2 separate regions of the Sus scrofa genome follow, and region 1 is linked to region 2. Evidence: chromatin contacts called from public HiChIP or PLAC-seq data. All regions are on one chromosome and are shown on one strand. The core of a region is the stretch at or near the end of the contact, and the rest is flanking DNA. Distances in the headings are between cores, read along the strand shown. Region 1 holds the start of SCYL3 (protein-associating with the carboxyl-terminal domain of ezrin). Region 2 holds the start of CEBPD (CCAAT/enhancer-binding protein delta).

The links. HiChIP or PLAC-seq counts read pairs in DNA pulled down with a chosen protein or histone mark.
Region 1: an H3K27ac HiChIP or PLAC-seq map of alveolar macrophages shows a contact between it and region 2. The contact joins the promoter of SCYL3 here to the promoter of CEBPD in region 2. A contact is called at or near these places in 2 of 5 promoter capture datasets (fetal skeletal muscle and liver), 1 of 47 Hi-C or Micro-C datasets (heart right ventricle) and 2 of 2 datasets of contacts at active chromatin or transcription factors (alveolar macrophages and skeletal muscle).

The regions. Positions count from the first base shown.
Region 1 is chr4:81,130,781-81,137,681 of Sscrofa11.1, reverse strand. It overlaps SCYL3 (protein-associating with the carboxyl-terminal domain of ezrin), which reads right to left and starts at 3,647. Exons shown (of 14, transcript XM_001927973.6): 1 at 3,166-3,647.
Region 2 is chr4:79,868,711-79,875,877 of Sscrofa11.1, reverse strand. It overlaps CEBPD (CCAAT/enhancer-binding protein delta), which reads right to left and starts at 3,015. Exons shown (of 1, transcript XM_005663091.2): 1 at 1,397-3,015. The coding sequence starts at 2,924. The coding sequence ends at 2,154. It overlaps SPIDR (DNA repair-scaffolding protein), which reads left to right. Exons shown (of 20, transcript XM_021090636.1): 20 at 451-941. The coding sequence ends at 615.

The DNA of each region.
Region 1 (6,901 bases), core at 2,398-4,897, 1.3 Mb before region 2:
CAAATTCAGAGTTCCTACTTTCCTAGCAATTTATCTTTCTTAAGAATAACAAAGAAAGAAAGAAAGAAAGAAAGAGAGGAAGAAAGGAAAAATGGCAAGTTATCTCAACTACAGTAGACTCTTTAAAAAAAAAAAATTCAGGGGTTGGGGCACCAACACCCTCTCAATCAAAAATTTGAGTACATTAGTCAGCCTTCTGTATTTGCCATTCCAAATCAGTGGATTCAACCAACTAAGGGGATTCACCCAGCTGTCAACTGTGAAGTACTACAGTGCCTATTTATTGAAAAAAAATCTGCCTCTAAGTGGACCTGTGTAGTCCAAACCCATGTTGTTCAAGGGTCAACTGTGAAACATCCACCTTCCTCCTGGGACTACAAATAAAATTAGCATTTATATAGGATCACAGAAAAGCAACTACTGTTAATACCTCTATTCTGGAGATGGTGGGGTGCCTTCTGGCAACGCCCCGCCCCCCAACCCTAGCTCCTGTAGGGAGGGTCATGTTTAGTACTTGGGTCTTGCACTCCTCTTCTTGGACACAGTTAATGGGTCTGGTGCCTACCCTGTAGACAATTCTCACATGAGCCATCTCTAGGACCCAGAGCCTGAATGCAGAGCCAATCACTGTTTGCCCCAGGAATCTGAATGAACAAGAGATATTTTTGTCTTATTAGCATAGCTGAAGGTAAAAGGATGTCATAGGATAGAGTCAGGGCTATGGTAAGGCAAAGCCATGTAAAAGCAGAAAACTGGCAAGCAGAGAGGAAGCCAGCTGGCAGCAGGAGAAGGAAATGCAAACACTAGGAGAATGACTTAGATTTAGAGGAACACGTTCTACCCCATTTCAAGGCTACAGGAAGCCCAGCTTCAAATCCACTTCCTCACTGCCACCCACAATCCTGGGTAGCCTGAGGTACCCCCTGAGTTAGCCTGAATGGGTCTCTGCTCTGAGAAACCAACTGCCATTTCACAAGCAGTTCTTTTTAACTCCTCCTGTCTGAAAAAACCAGTCAGACTAGAGGAGGGAGAAGAGAAGTGCCACTTTGGAAAGTGTATATATGGATGAAGCTAGTCTAACTTCCTTCTCTCTCCTAGCCACAAAATAGAGCTTTCCAAAATTCACACATAAGGAACTGCTGCAGGAAAATGAAAATTTTCTTGGCAGAGAATCTTCATGCCATTTACTTAGTTTTAATATTAATCTCTAAAGGAGATAAAACGGTCATGAGAGTTCAGTGGCAGGGCTCTAGCTGAATGAATGGCAGTCAGCAAAGGTACAGCAATGGCCATTTACTTAGTCATTTCTAAATAGCAAAACAGTTCCTCGTGGGAACACTATTAACCTTCCATCTAACATTATGAATCCCACTATAATATCATTAACAATTGAGGGTTAAAAAAGCTATAGGAAGAAGTTAAAACTGGTAGTTTTTCTTAGCAGTGCATATTTGAGTCTAAGACCCTAAGAAAATACCACCTAAAAATTAAAAAGGAATGAATCCCTTTCTTGTAAGAACTCAAAAGGATAACATTTCATTGCTTTGAAAGCATGATTAATGCTGACAGAAGTCCATGATACTATCCGTGCAATGCTTACAGAGTAGCTGGGTTAGAGCCCATGTCCAGTGCAAACTTCATTAAGGGGAAATAAGATGTACTGTTGACTGTAATTTGAAGATGTCTTAAAAGCAGTAATTCTTAATTCTTAACTTCACAAAACTGTCTCCTAAGAGGCATCAAAACTGTTGATACAAAGTGTTTTAAAAATTATTTAATTCAGCTAAAACTGGCTTACTGAAATGTAATACTGATAAAGAAAAATATCTGGACTTCCAAAGTGCTCTTTTTTGTTTTGAGGAGTTAAGGGGGAAACATAAAACCTTTTAACTTTGAAATTAAGAAATCACAAAAATGCAGAAAAGGATATTCTAATATTGTGATATTAGCATGGGTATTTTGCAGAATTTACCATCTCCACCCTCTAATAAACGCTGGGTAGCCAGTTTCTGACATGAACATGCATCATGATCTTCTCTTTAAAATGTTGTTCACCTATCTTCCTCCATCCTTTTGCTTCCTTGGCCAGCATATCAAGTTTCTGGGCCACCTGTGGGACTAAAAGCCCTTGTCTAGGTCATGGGGCAACTCATACACTAAACTAAGAAATCAGTGTGCTCCGGGGAACGCTCTCTCCCTCTGTTCATTTCACAGCAATTAATCGAGATGATCTTGATCCTAGCTCCCTGGGCTTGGAAGTTCCAACCATAAGGGCTTGCATTGGGAGTTCAAAGGGCACCGTGTATTGATTCGTATTCTGCCATCTGGTGATAACAGTACTTCAGACCCTTTGCTTTGATCTCTTTCACATATACATTCCTTAAACTCAGTCCAGCAATACATAATGAAGCCTTTATGGACCAAAAGAACTACGTATGATTTCAGCTAAGACATGGGATGTTATGTGGGTATGCATAAAAAAATACTTAAAAATAGTAACAGGGATTCCAAAATTCAGGACTCACATGGTTTCCTATAAATGATTTTCCGGGAAATGTTTCATCTTTATTCTTAACAAAAAGCACTACCCAAAGACAGGAGCCAACTGGCCTCTGGGGGCCTGGCACTGGTCTTGGATCGAAAATGAAGGCAGCATCCAGCGCGGGGAACCCTAGGCTCCCGCGGCTTGGCCACGCAGCCTCCGGCACAGTCCCGGCCCGCCGCGCACACTCGCCCTGCCCGCTGCGAGGAGGGCGGCCAGGGGGCTGGGGCAGGGGAGCGGGGGTCCAACCGCGACTCCTCGGGACCACTGAGGGGCAGGGGCGGCAGTCCTGTGACGCTGGCCCCTCACCTTCCACACCTGCCCGCGAGGCGAAACTCCTTCGCTTCCTTCGAAAGCTCCGGCCGCCAGCGCCGCACCGGGCGGGGGTCGCCCGGGAAGCCCAGGTTAGCAGGGCGCCCCACATTCAGCAAGGAGAGGCTGCGCGGAGCCGGAGTGCAGAGCTCAACCGGCAGCGGCGCCGCGCCGAGCTCGCCCCCGAGCGGGCCCCAAGCGCGGACCCGAGATCGGGGCGCGCGCGCCCACCGCCTCGCACCCGGCCCGGCCCCCTCCCCCGCGGCCCAGGCCCGCACTGACGGAGGACGCCGCGTGGGGCTCCCTGTTACCTGCGGGAGGGCGGCGGGGGAGGCGGGCGAGGGTCTTGGCTCCGGTCCCCTCTTCGCCCCCTGTTGACACCAACCACCCTCACCTCCCCCGTGACGCTCTGGCCACTACACCCACAATCTTCTGAGGTCTGGTCCCTCCGGCACCATAGAGACTGTCCGGAAGCCGGATAGAATGCCAGCCTTCAGCCCTCCAACACCACCACTGAAGCGAAGGAACCCGGAACCGAGATAGAGCGGCCGCGAGGGTGATTCTCAAGCTGGTGCCATCTTGAGTGTGGGCGCCGGTGCCGACTCCGCCGTTCACTCTCTGTGCCCGCGGCCTAGTTAGTCCGTGAAGGTGACTGCTTTCTTGGGCCTTAAGTTTAACGTGCAAATATGGCTTGATTTTAATTTTCAGGCTTTTAACCGCACAGTTTGAACTGCATTTCCGCCCAAATCTAAAATGGCCGTCCGCCGCCGCCTTGGACAAATAGGAAAGAGGCGGGCGGAGAATAGGAGCACTGTGGAAATTGGAGAGGACTTTCGGAAGAGTGACGTAGCTCACCCCAAAGCCCTGATTGGCTGTGCTGTGTGGGCCGAGTAGCGCGGGTCCGCGGCTGAAGCTGGCGGAGGTTGATGTGATTGCCGCTGAAGCCTTTCAGGCAGAAGATGCGAAGTTACAGTTAATTCTGCAAGGAGTCAAGTTAGGACTCTTAATAGTACTTATTATTAATATTAATCGTTGCTACTTAATAGCGTGTTGTGGAATAAAGAATATACGTGATAGTTTTAAAACTACATGATTCCAACCAAGTTTTTTTCTGTTATCTTGCATGTGACTTAGTAGTAGTTATTATCATCGCTGGTTTTTAACGTTTCTACTACCTAACAGTTGACAGCTAAGTCATTTGATCACCTAAAAATTTTTAATTCTTTTTGGTCTATAGCAATATGGACAAGGACCCCACAATTTCTTTACCCGATTAAATAAAAGCAAATATCAGACCAAACTTTGTCCCTTATTCAGAAATGAGTATTTATTAGAAAGTAGACACAAATAGTATTTTATCTGTCCTGTTAAGTTATTGAAGATCGAGCTCTGTCCTACGTCAGCACTGTCCTATGGAAATACAATTTGAGTCACATACGTCATTTTAAATTTTCCAGTAACCACATTAAAAACAGTAAAAACTCTGAGGTGAAGTTAATATTATATTTTAACACCTATCCAGAAGATAGGTGTTTTGTTTAGTCTTTTTCTTTCACCATTCCTCTCATTCCTTTTTTTTTTTTTTTTTTGCCTTTTTTTAACACCTATCCAGAAGATAGGTGTTAAAATATAATAAAAAATTATTAATGGGATATTTTACATTTTTTGTACTGTCTTTAAAATCTGATGTGTATTTTTTACAATTTAAACTAGCCATATTTCAGTGCTCAAAAGTCACTTATAGATAGCAACTATAGTATGGGGGGTGCCATTCTAGAAAGTTGAGAAGCAGAAGTAGAGGGCTGCAGAGGTAGGATTCTGTTATGGTAGGATTCTGTTATCATAGTTATTCTCAGCATCTGGCAACCAGAAATCTTCCAGGACCAATAGAGATGAAACCTTAGATGGCATCTCTAAAGGCTGAGGACTCAAATTTTTAGACCATGTTTATTCAGGAGTGGAGATCATTCTCTGAGACCTCATCTCTAGTATTCATCATAACTAATAAGCTGATACTGGTGCCAGAAAGATGATACTGGAATCCGGGTTCTCGTTCAAGGTGGTGGAAGGATGACCTCCAGGAACACACAGGCAGCAATCAATGTCTTTATTAAAGGAAAGCTGATCGCTCCCAGGGTTGCTGGGAGGGGAGAGAAGAGCCCCCTTTCTCTATTGTCCTATAGGGGTTTTTATCTCTTAAAGGTGGGGAGAGGCACCAAAGTGGGGTTCAGAAAAATGTGGTTTTCCCTCATTGGCCTTATTCAAGTACCTATAGCAGTCCTTGTCCAGTAGGGCTTTGGGGGTTGGAAATGTCCTGGAAGTTCTGTGGGTTGTTTTGTTTTCTTTTGTCCTTTTCTTTTACAATTCCTCTCATTCCTTTTTTTTTTTTTTTTTTTTTTTTCCTTTTCTAGGGCAGCTCCCGAGGCATGTGGAGGTTCCCAGGTTAGGGGTCTAATCAGAGCTGTAGCCACCAGCCTACACCAGAGCCACAGCAATGCAGGATCGGAGCCACATCTGTGACCTACGCCACAGCTCACGGCAATGCCAGGTCCTTAACCCACTGAGCAAGGCCAGGGATTGAACCCGCAACCTCATCATTCCTAGTCGGATTCGTTGACCACTGCGCCACGTCGGGAACTCCTCTCATTCCTCTTTTATCAGTTGAGGAGTGGGCTAGAGATCTGCATTTTCTATATTAAACAAAGCCAGCGGGGAACGCTCATTTCTTATAATAAAACAAAGCCTGTGGAAGTGTTACTCCCTGGAACCCTTAAGCCACAAAAGTTAATCAATGGCAATATCAAAGAATGCATCAAAGCCCATGCTCCTACACTGACTACCTGAGTTAACCTTCTGCCTCAATATTTTTGCCAATAAAAAGCCATTTCTGGTATTCACTATGATAATTAACAAAACATCTAGAGTCTTCGAATGTCAAGCTGACTAAAGTAATTTGTAGCTACATATCTGGAATGTGGCCTTTCTGGTATGATGCTAGTTAAGTACTCCCGGAATGTGGATTCCTGATAACTAGAATGCTAGCTACTTCTAGGGCATAGCTTCAACCAATTAACCCACACAGAATATTACCCTGTCTGTGCTGAAGAAATTTAAAGTTGACCACAAATGGCCTGACACCCATGTTGTGAGGAATATTGGCCTTTGTAAACTGTAAACACTATACAAATGCTATAGAACTTACAGCCTTATGTTACAGACTATGTTTATTCCACTGTTGACTTTAAAAAAATGTGCTGGAAGTTGAGAGTTAAGTTTTATTTGGGGCAAAATTAGGACTTAAGCCTGGGAGACAGCACCTCAGGTAGCTCTGAGAAACTGCTCAGTGGCACTGAGGGAGGAGCTAGGATTTATAGGAGTTTTTGTTACAAAGGGCGGGGAGCAAGAACAAAAGAGGCCTGGGCTCACTGAAATCGTTCCTTTGATATGTACCTCTGCTATTGGGGCCAGTATCCTGAGTTTTCATAGCCTGCAGGACTCACTGCCTCTCACCCTTGGAGGAGACTGCGTTTGCAGATGACCCCGACATCGTTTTTTTATCCTTAACTACTGACTGGGCTGAAACCACCCAAGGAGGAAAAGGGGGAATATAGGGATGTGATAAAGGTGAGGGGAGGTGCACGCAGCCATACACATATTTTACAAATATTTGTTGCTGATCTCCTGAAGGTTACCACCAGTCACAAGGAGCAGACATCACCATGAAGGATTTTAGTCTTTCTCTAGATATGAGGAGATGCAAGAATTGGGCACATAAAACCTTCTCCTAAAAATATCTGACTATCTGAAGACCTGTTCTTCCAGTTTTCCCAGAGCACAGAGGGCATCACTCCTGGTGTCCACTCTGAGCTCTGTTCAGGAGGTGCTGTGGGTAAGCAGCTGTGGTGGCTCATAATTTAATCCATGTAGAGGCCGATGGCAAGTGACAAACTTCAGTTCACACCACAGATATTTAAGACACATCTTTTCTGAGCTACGCACTGTGCTGATCACCGGGAAAGGAAGGAAGAAGATACAGTGATTTCAGGA
Region 2 (7,167 bases), core at 1,766-4,265:
AGAAGTTTTAAGCTCAGAGTAACTGGAAGAAACGGGGTCCTGTTACAGAGGAAGTGGGGCGAAAGGAAGTCCTTTGGCCAGAAGTGTTGCTGGATTGGGGAAGTGGGAGCCAGCTACAGGCTGGATGCGTGCTTCCTGCTGGGACACAGGGCTCGGCCCTTGACTTGCTCTCCCCACAGTTCCTCTCCCAGGACAGCCAGCTGGGAGACGCGCATCCGTGCATCCACTAACACCATAACAGATAATTGTAATGTTCTCGTGTAAAAACTAACTCCAGTATCAGGAAAAAGGAGTTCCTTCCTTTGCTTTTATTGGAGCCTGTTCTCACCTCTGAAGAGCAGGGTCATGGGCAGGGGAAGGACCTTCTGCTCTGTCTCTGGTGTCCTGTGCTGCTGGGAACAGAATGTCCAGGGCTGTTTGCTTTAACCAGCCTACCTTTTATCCCTGCAGAGTTATGAAGTGAGGCGTGTCCTCGGAAAGGAGGTGGGGCCATTAACCTGTTTTGTCCTGTCGGTGACCACCCACCCTACAAGCTGTGTGGGATTGGAGGAGGTCGAGCTCCTGCGTGACGTGAGAGGCCCTTCAGAACACCAGCTGCAGCTGCGGGATCTGTGAATTTTACAAAGTGGCTTCACGGTGGTGGTGGTGGTGGCTGGGAGTTATTGGTTAACTCTGGGTGGAGTGAATGTACTTTATGATCTTGAAATGGAACTCTAGCTTTTCTGGGACAAATGTTGGAAAAATGGTTTTGTAAACTAGAAATCTAAATACTTTTTTCTATGATTATTTTTTTATTACCTTTCTGCAAATTTAGAAACACGTTAAAGCTTAAATAAGCTTGAGGTCTTCATTTTGTGTTTATCTTAGACAGGAATATAGTAGAAAAAATTATTTTGTTCCATTGTAATTTTAAAGTGTTCAAATTTTACCATGATTCAGCATGTTTTTTTGTACTTCCTTTAACATTTCCCCAAAGAATACCTTGCAAAGCTTAAACCTTTGCCCTCTATTGTGCTATCACTGCTCTCCATAATCAGTGTCCAACCTAAGCATTTTGCAGTTCAGTGCTTTTCGTAAAGTGTTCTGGGGAACTATGTCAGAGGTAAAACTTTCTCATGAAGTGTAGGTAGAGTAACTGACCTGACGATAGCTACCTTACAGAGACACTGAGAGGTCTGGTTAGTCTGGCCCAGCCCGGGCCGGAGCCAAGATTATGGAAACTGGGAAAGCTCAGTTATCCTTCACTGTGTTGGCAGAGATCTGAGTTTAAAAGTAAAACCACGGATTAATTATCTCTGGACACTAAAGATCTTGCATTTCCTCCCTTATGACTACATAATCATGACAGGCCACAGTTAATTCATTACATAATATAGATGTAGCAGCCAAGACCAAGAAAGGGTGCCTAGTACCCACACTCTTGGGGGAAAGGCTTTATTTATTCGTCCATATTAAGCGTTGAAACATTACAAGTACTGGCAAGGTAGCTGGTTTTAAGTAGCTTTGTGACTGTTTCTTTTCATCTCCTACGTGACTTCTGTACTTGACACACCTTGGAAGTCTACTTAAAGCTGTCTACAAGACTGAGCAAAGGGAAAGCAAATCCCATTACAGTCAAGGTGAATCAGACGTTTTCGGATAACCTCAGCCCTCTTTCTCCCCGTCCCTGGAGCCCCCACTCGAGGTGGGGCGCGCTCCAGCAAGTTTCTGACACGATCCCGGGGCGCCTTCCACCTGAGAGGGTCTCCTCAAATTAACCCGCAAGTCCTCAGGTGTAGTTCGGCCTGTTTGAGAAGCAAAGCCATGGTCTTCCAGGAACCCGGCCCCAGGGCGCAAGCCGGCCAGACGCGCCCTCCCCGGCGGGTCCGAAGGGCCTTGAGCGCAGGAATCAAGGTGGGTCTAACGCATCTTTATTTTTACAAATACTGTAAAAATCAATATAAAAAAGTGAGCATGCTCAGTCTTTTTTTCGTATCTACAGTACAAAGGCTAGTCTCGAAAAGTCTCTTACGAATGTACCTTAGCTGCATCCTAGGGGTAGGATGTAGAGAAGCTGCCGTCATAGTAACTTAGGGTCCACGCGACAGCTGTCCAAGTCCCAGACCGGCCAGGCAGCTCCAGGCACTGCGGCCGCAGTCCGCGCGCCCCCCGCGTCACCGCGCGTCCGCCGCCCCCGCGCCGGGCAGGAAGGGTGCGCCGGGTAGCTGCTTGAAGAATCGCCGCAGGCCGGCTAGGTCCCGTGTGAGCTGCTCCACGCGCTGTTGCAACTTCTCGTTTTCGGCTGAAAGCTCCACCAGCTTCTGCTGCATCTCTTGGTTGCGCCGTTTGGCCTTGTCACGGCTCTTGCGCACCGCGATGTTGTTGCGTTCGCGCCGCTGCCGATACTCTGGGCTGCCGCGGTCCGGGCCCCGCTTGCCCGCTGCTTTGTCGCGTGCGGGCCCTGGCGCTGGGGGCGCGGGGCTGCGGCGCGGCGGCTCGGGCGACGCGGGAGGCGTGGGTTGCGCGGCGGCCGCCAGGCTCACCACCGTCTGTGCGCACGCGGCCACCTGCGCGGGCAGCAGCGAGCCGGGCGCGTCGCCGTCGCCCCAGTCCGGCTCGCGCTTGAGCGGTCGCGGTGCGGGGCCGGGGCCCGCAGGGCGCGCGGGGGCCCCGGGCAGCAGCTCCAGGGCGCCAGCCTTATGGTTGCTGTTGAAGAGGTCAGCGAAGAGCTCGTCGTGACACAGCTCCAGGGTGGGCACGGCGGCCATGGAGTCTATGTAGGCGCTGAAGTCGATGGCGCTCTCGTCGTCGTACATGGCGGGAGCGGCCGGCTCAGTTCCGCGACCAGGCTTCCCTGCGCGGCCAGGCTCGTAGAAGGCGGCGGGCTCCGCAGACCAGGGCGCGCCGCGCGCTGGGCCGTCTAGGCTGAAGAGCGCGGCGCTCATGGCGGCGTCGAGCCGACAGCGAGCGCGGTCCCCTGGCGGTCCGGGCGCAGCCTTTTCTAGCCCGGCTGACGCGCACGCTCCGCCCCGGCCGCGGACCGCGGGACCCCCGCCCGAGCGCCTCCCCCGCGCTTCCTGCCCGCCGGCCCGGCCCGCGCGGCGCTGCCGGGAACGACCCTCCCTCGGCCGCGCCTCCTTCCTGCTGGTGGGTCGGGGCCTCTGCTCCCGCGGCACCGGGGCGGAACCAGAGCGGAGGGCGGCGGGGACTCTGCACGGGGGCGCTGCCTCGCAGCTTCAGGGAATTTGGGTCTTGGTGCTTCCCGATCAAGGAGATGGGGAATGGGGGAGGATCGCGACGCTGCCCCGCGGCGTTCCGCTGGCTCCTGGGTGGTGGGTGGGGTCGCTCTCAAACCCCGCGGGCCTGGGGCCAGGGGAAGCTATTTTGAACCCTGCACCCCGCAAGCCCCACGAGCTCGGAGCTTCTAGATAACTCAGTGCCCCGGGCGAACCCCACCAACTCCCTGCCCCACGAGCCCGGCACCCCTGGCGCTGCTTCCTGGTCCACTAGAGCAGTGCCATCTTGCGGTGGTTTCTTACTTCAGTTTTTTAGGCCGGATTCTTTCTATTCAATATTCCAAAAAAGAAGTGCCTTTGGATCCAGAGCAGTGGGGTGGGTCCCTTTCAGGAGAAAGAAAACGTTGGTAAGGTATTAACATGTTCGCTTTCCGGGTTGTAAAATGCAGGAAAAAGACACTGAACTGGTTTTGTTGCGTTTCCTACAATTTGGACAGGCATTTCAGGTCAATTCCATTTTTTGCACCACAGACCCTGTTCAGACCTGGCCTTCATCCACAACCTTTCTCGTTTCCTCTTGTCCCAACACTCAACGTTCCACAAGCTCTACAGCGCTCCATGAACTATCGCTGGAGTGTCTGCAGTCAATTCCAGTGGTGACTTCTGAAAACACACCATAGGGTACTGAGTAGGCTTTCTAGAGGGACATACATAATGCGCTAGAATTACTCCAGGGACATGATATAGATCTCACACTTATAATTACCTATTAAGGGTAAAACCTAGGAACACATAGAGTGTGGTTCATGCACATCCCCCCAAAAAAACATGTATTTCAGAAGCCATAAAAACGTTACCAAAGACTTCTCCAGGGAGGGAATGCACAAAGAACCATATTCTCATAAAAAAAAAAATTCAGCGAGATGATTGGTACATCCAGATGTCAGATTGGGATTGAGCTTGGAAGATGCTATCCTCATATTTTTTAAATGTATTAACCAGTAATTAATGATAATTTTTATTTTTAAAACCTTTTTTTAGGTCTGCACCTGTGGCATATGGAAGTTCCCAGGCTAGGGGTTCAATCTGAACTACAGCTGCTGGCCTGCGCCACAGCCACATGGGCTCCAAGCCACATCTGCGACCTACAGCACAGCCCACCCCAACGCCAGATCCCAGACCCACTGAGTGAGGCCAAGGATAGAACCTCATCCTCATGGATACTAGTTGGATTCATTTCCATGGTGCCAGAGTGGGAAATCCCAATGATAACTTCTAGATTTAAGAATTTTCTTCCCTCTTTCAGAAATAGAGAAAGGAGAGGTCATAGGCCAGCAAAGTATAGATTTGTTATGACATTGAACACAAGTGAAAGACTGTTAAAAATGCAGTATAACAATATAGCTCTCTGATAGTAGTTCACAGTCATTTTTTGAATGTCTCCACTTACTGCATTTCTCATTGTTAGGGATCTTGAAGCTGTAGTATTTTTATTTTATTTTTATTTATTTATTTTTGGCTTTTTAGGGCCACACCTGTGGCATATGGAGGTTCCCAGACTAGGGGTCGAATCAAAGCTACAGCTGCCCTCCAACATCACAGCCACAGCAAAACCAGACCTGAGCCTCGTCTGGGACCTACACCACAGCTCACAGCAGCGCCAGATCCTTAACCCACTGAGCGAGGCCAGGGATGGAATCCACAACCTCATAGTTCCTAGTCAGATTCGTTTCCCCTGGGCCACGATGGGAACTCCAAGCTGTAGTGTTCTGAGTAGAGTTGTCAAAAGGAAGCGGCCAGGTTAGAAAGCATTCCTTAAAAATGGATCCTTGGATTCCCCCATGTTTATGCGGGCATTGCTATGTTGAGCTCAGTTGAGTTGTTCAGATGCAGCCCACTTCACTTGGACTTTCTAAACATATTCCATCCTTTCAGAATTCTAGAGGCTGTACATGCCTGGATGTGCTTTAGCTGTATAGCACTGTATAGGACATTGGGCTGCCCCATCATAAGACAGAATATACCTCAATCCTCACGAGGGATCACTTTTGGATGTTTCATATGGTGCAAGATATGGGACAAGAACAGTTCTCCAAATTAAAGTTTGGAAAAGTGAAAATATTTTTGAGCAGTGCCAGTGTCAAAAAGAGGGAAACTGTGACTTTAGCGCCCTCTTCAGATGATGATGATTCTCAACTATCAGATAACTTTTGTTCACCTTCTGGTTTAGGGATAATTTTAACTGTATGATATATTCTCATGTGTCTTGTGGTTACAAATATAGACTTATTGGATAAACCTTATTCCCAATGTATTTGTTTGTAAAAGGGACTCTAGGGACCAAAAGAATGAAGCCAGTGGAAATTGGGGTCATGCATCCCTGGCACTGCTAAGTGCTGTGTGTTTTATTAGAGCTCTACTGTGATGGGGAAAGAATTCTGCATTTACTTCACCCTCTGGAGTGAACATATTACTCTGTCTCACATTAAGAGACAGAGCCCACAGATTACAAAGTAGCCAGAGCTAAGAATAGGTATTTGATTCTATGAGTCAGGTGTCCCACCTGGCACACACTTGCTCATGTTCCCAGTAATAAAACACAGGGAGAAGCAATTTTCCTTCCCATCTTATATTCCTGTCAAATGGATTCAGACTCCCTCAGCCCATACCTGTCGGCCCGGCACACCCCAGCTCCCCTGCCACCTTAGTGGCATGTCCGTCACAACCACTTACCCAGGAAGGGTTGGCAGATCTGCACTCTTGCAACCTCTTCTCCCCACCCAGCCTGTTCTTCAGGTGGCTGCCAAGATACCTTAAAGAGGAATTTGCCATCACATTACTTTGTTCCTTAGAATCTTCTGAAGGGCTATTTGCCAAGAGAATGGGGTTTGTTTCCAAGTGTGAATAGCCACTGCTCACTTCTTTACATCCATGTCCCACTGCATGCAACTGATGCCTGACTCAACTCTGAAAACCTTACAGTCCTGCATAGGCCCAGGTGCAATGCCAATGGTTCTTCCTCTGCTACGTCTAGTAAGATCTTTCCATCTCCTAGAGCCCTACTAAAATGACACCTCTCTGTTACTCTCTGTGCCTTGTTTTAGCCCAATTAATCATTTCCACTCTGGTTTCTAAGAAAAAATACATCCCAGTTATTGGATGCACATTTTTTCTATCTTGTTGAAACTAGGATGCATATGACAATCACCATTGGCCAAGGTATCAGTTATGACATTTGCCATTGCCTGCATAGGAGTGTTAGAGCCTGGGAGTGAGATCCTGGGGATGATAGTGAAGAGTGGTCTTATAAGGTCTGTGTCATCACCTCTCTGGATGGAACAGAGAGAATGTTGTAAAAAATTACAAACATCAATGACTGAGTTTAAAACTGATTCAGGAGTTCCCATCATGGCTCAGCAGAAATGAATCTGACTAGCATCCACAAGGACACAGTTTCGATCCCTGTCCTCGCTCATTTGGTTAAGGATCAGGCAGCGTTTCCATGAGCTGTGGTATAGGTCACAGACGTGGCTCAGATCTGGCATTGCTGTGGCTGTGGTGTCAGCCAGCGACTACTGCTCCAATTCAACCCCTAGCCTGGGAACCTCCGTATGCTGAGGGTGCAGCCCTAAAAAGACAAAAAAAAAAAAAAAAAAGTGATTCAGAGGAGGCAAACAGTGAAAATGAAAAAACTTAGGGATATCTTAAGCAAAATAACTGGCTTATATTTTCCTGGTTACAGATGCATAAGAGTGATATTAAAATCAAAGTTTAGAGGAGATTAAGTTTTTTTTTTGTTTGTTTTTGTTTTTTTGGCCACCCCCAGGCCATATGGAATTTCCCAGGCTAGGAATCAAATCAGAGCTGGAGCTCAGACCTACACCACAGCTGCAGGAAAGCCAGATCCTGAACCCATGCGCTGCACCAGGGATCAAGCTGGCTTCTCCACAGA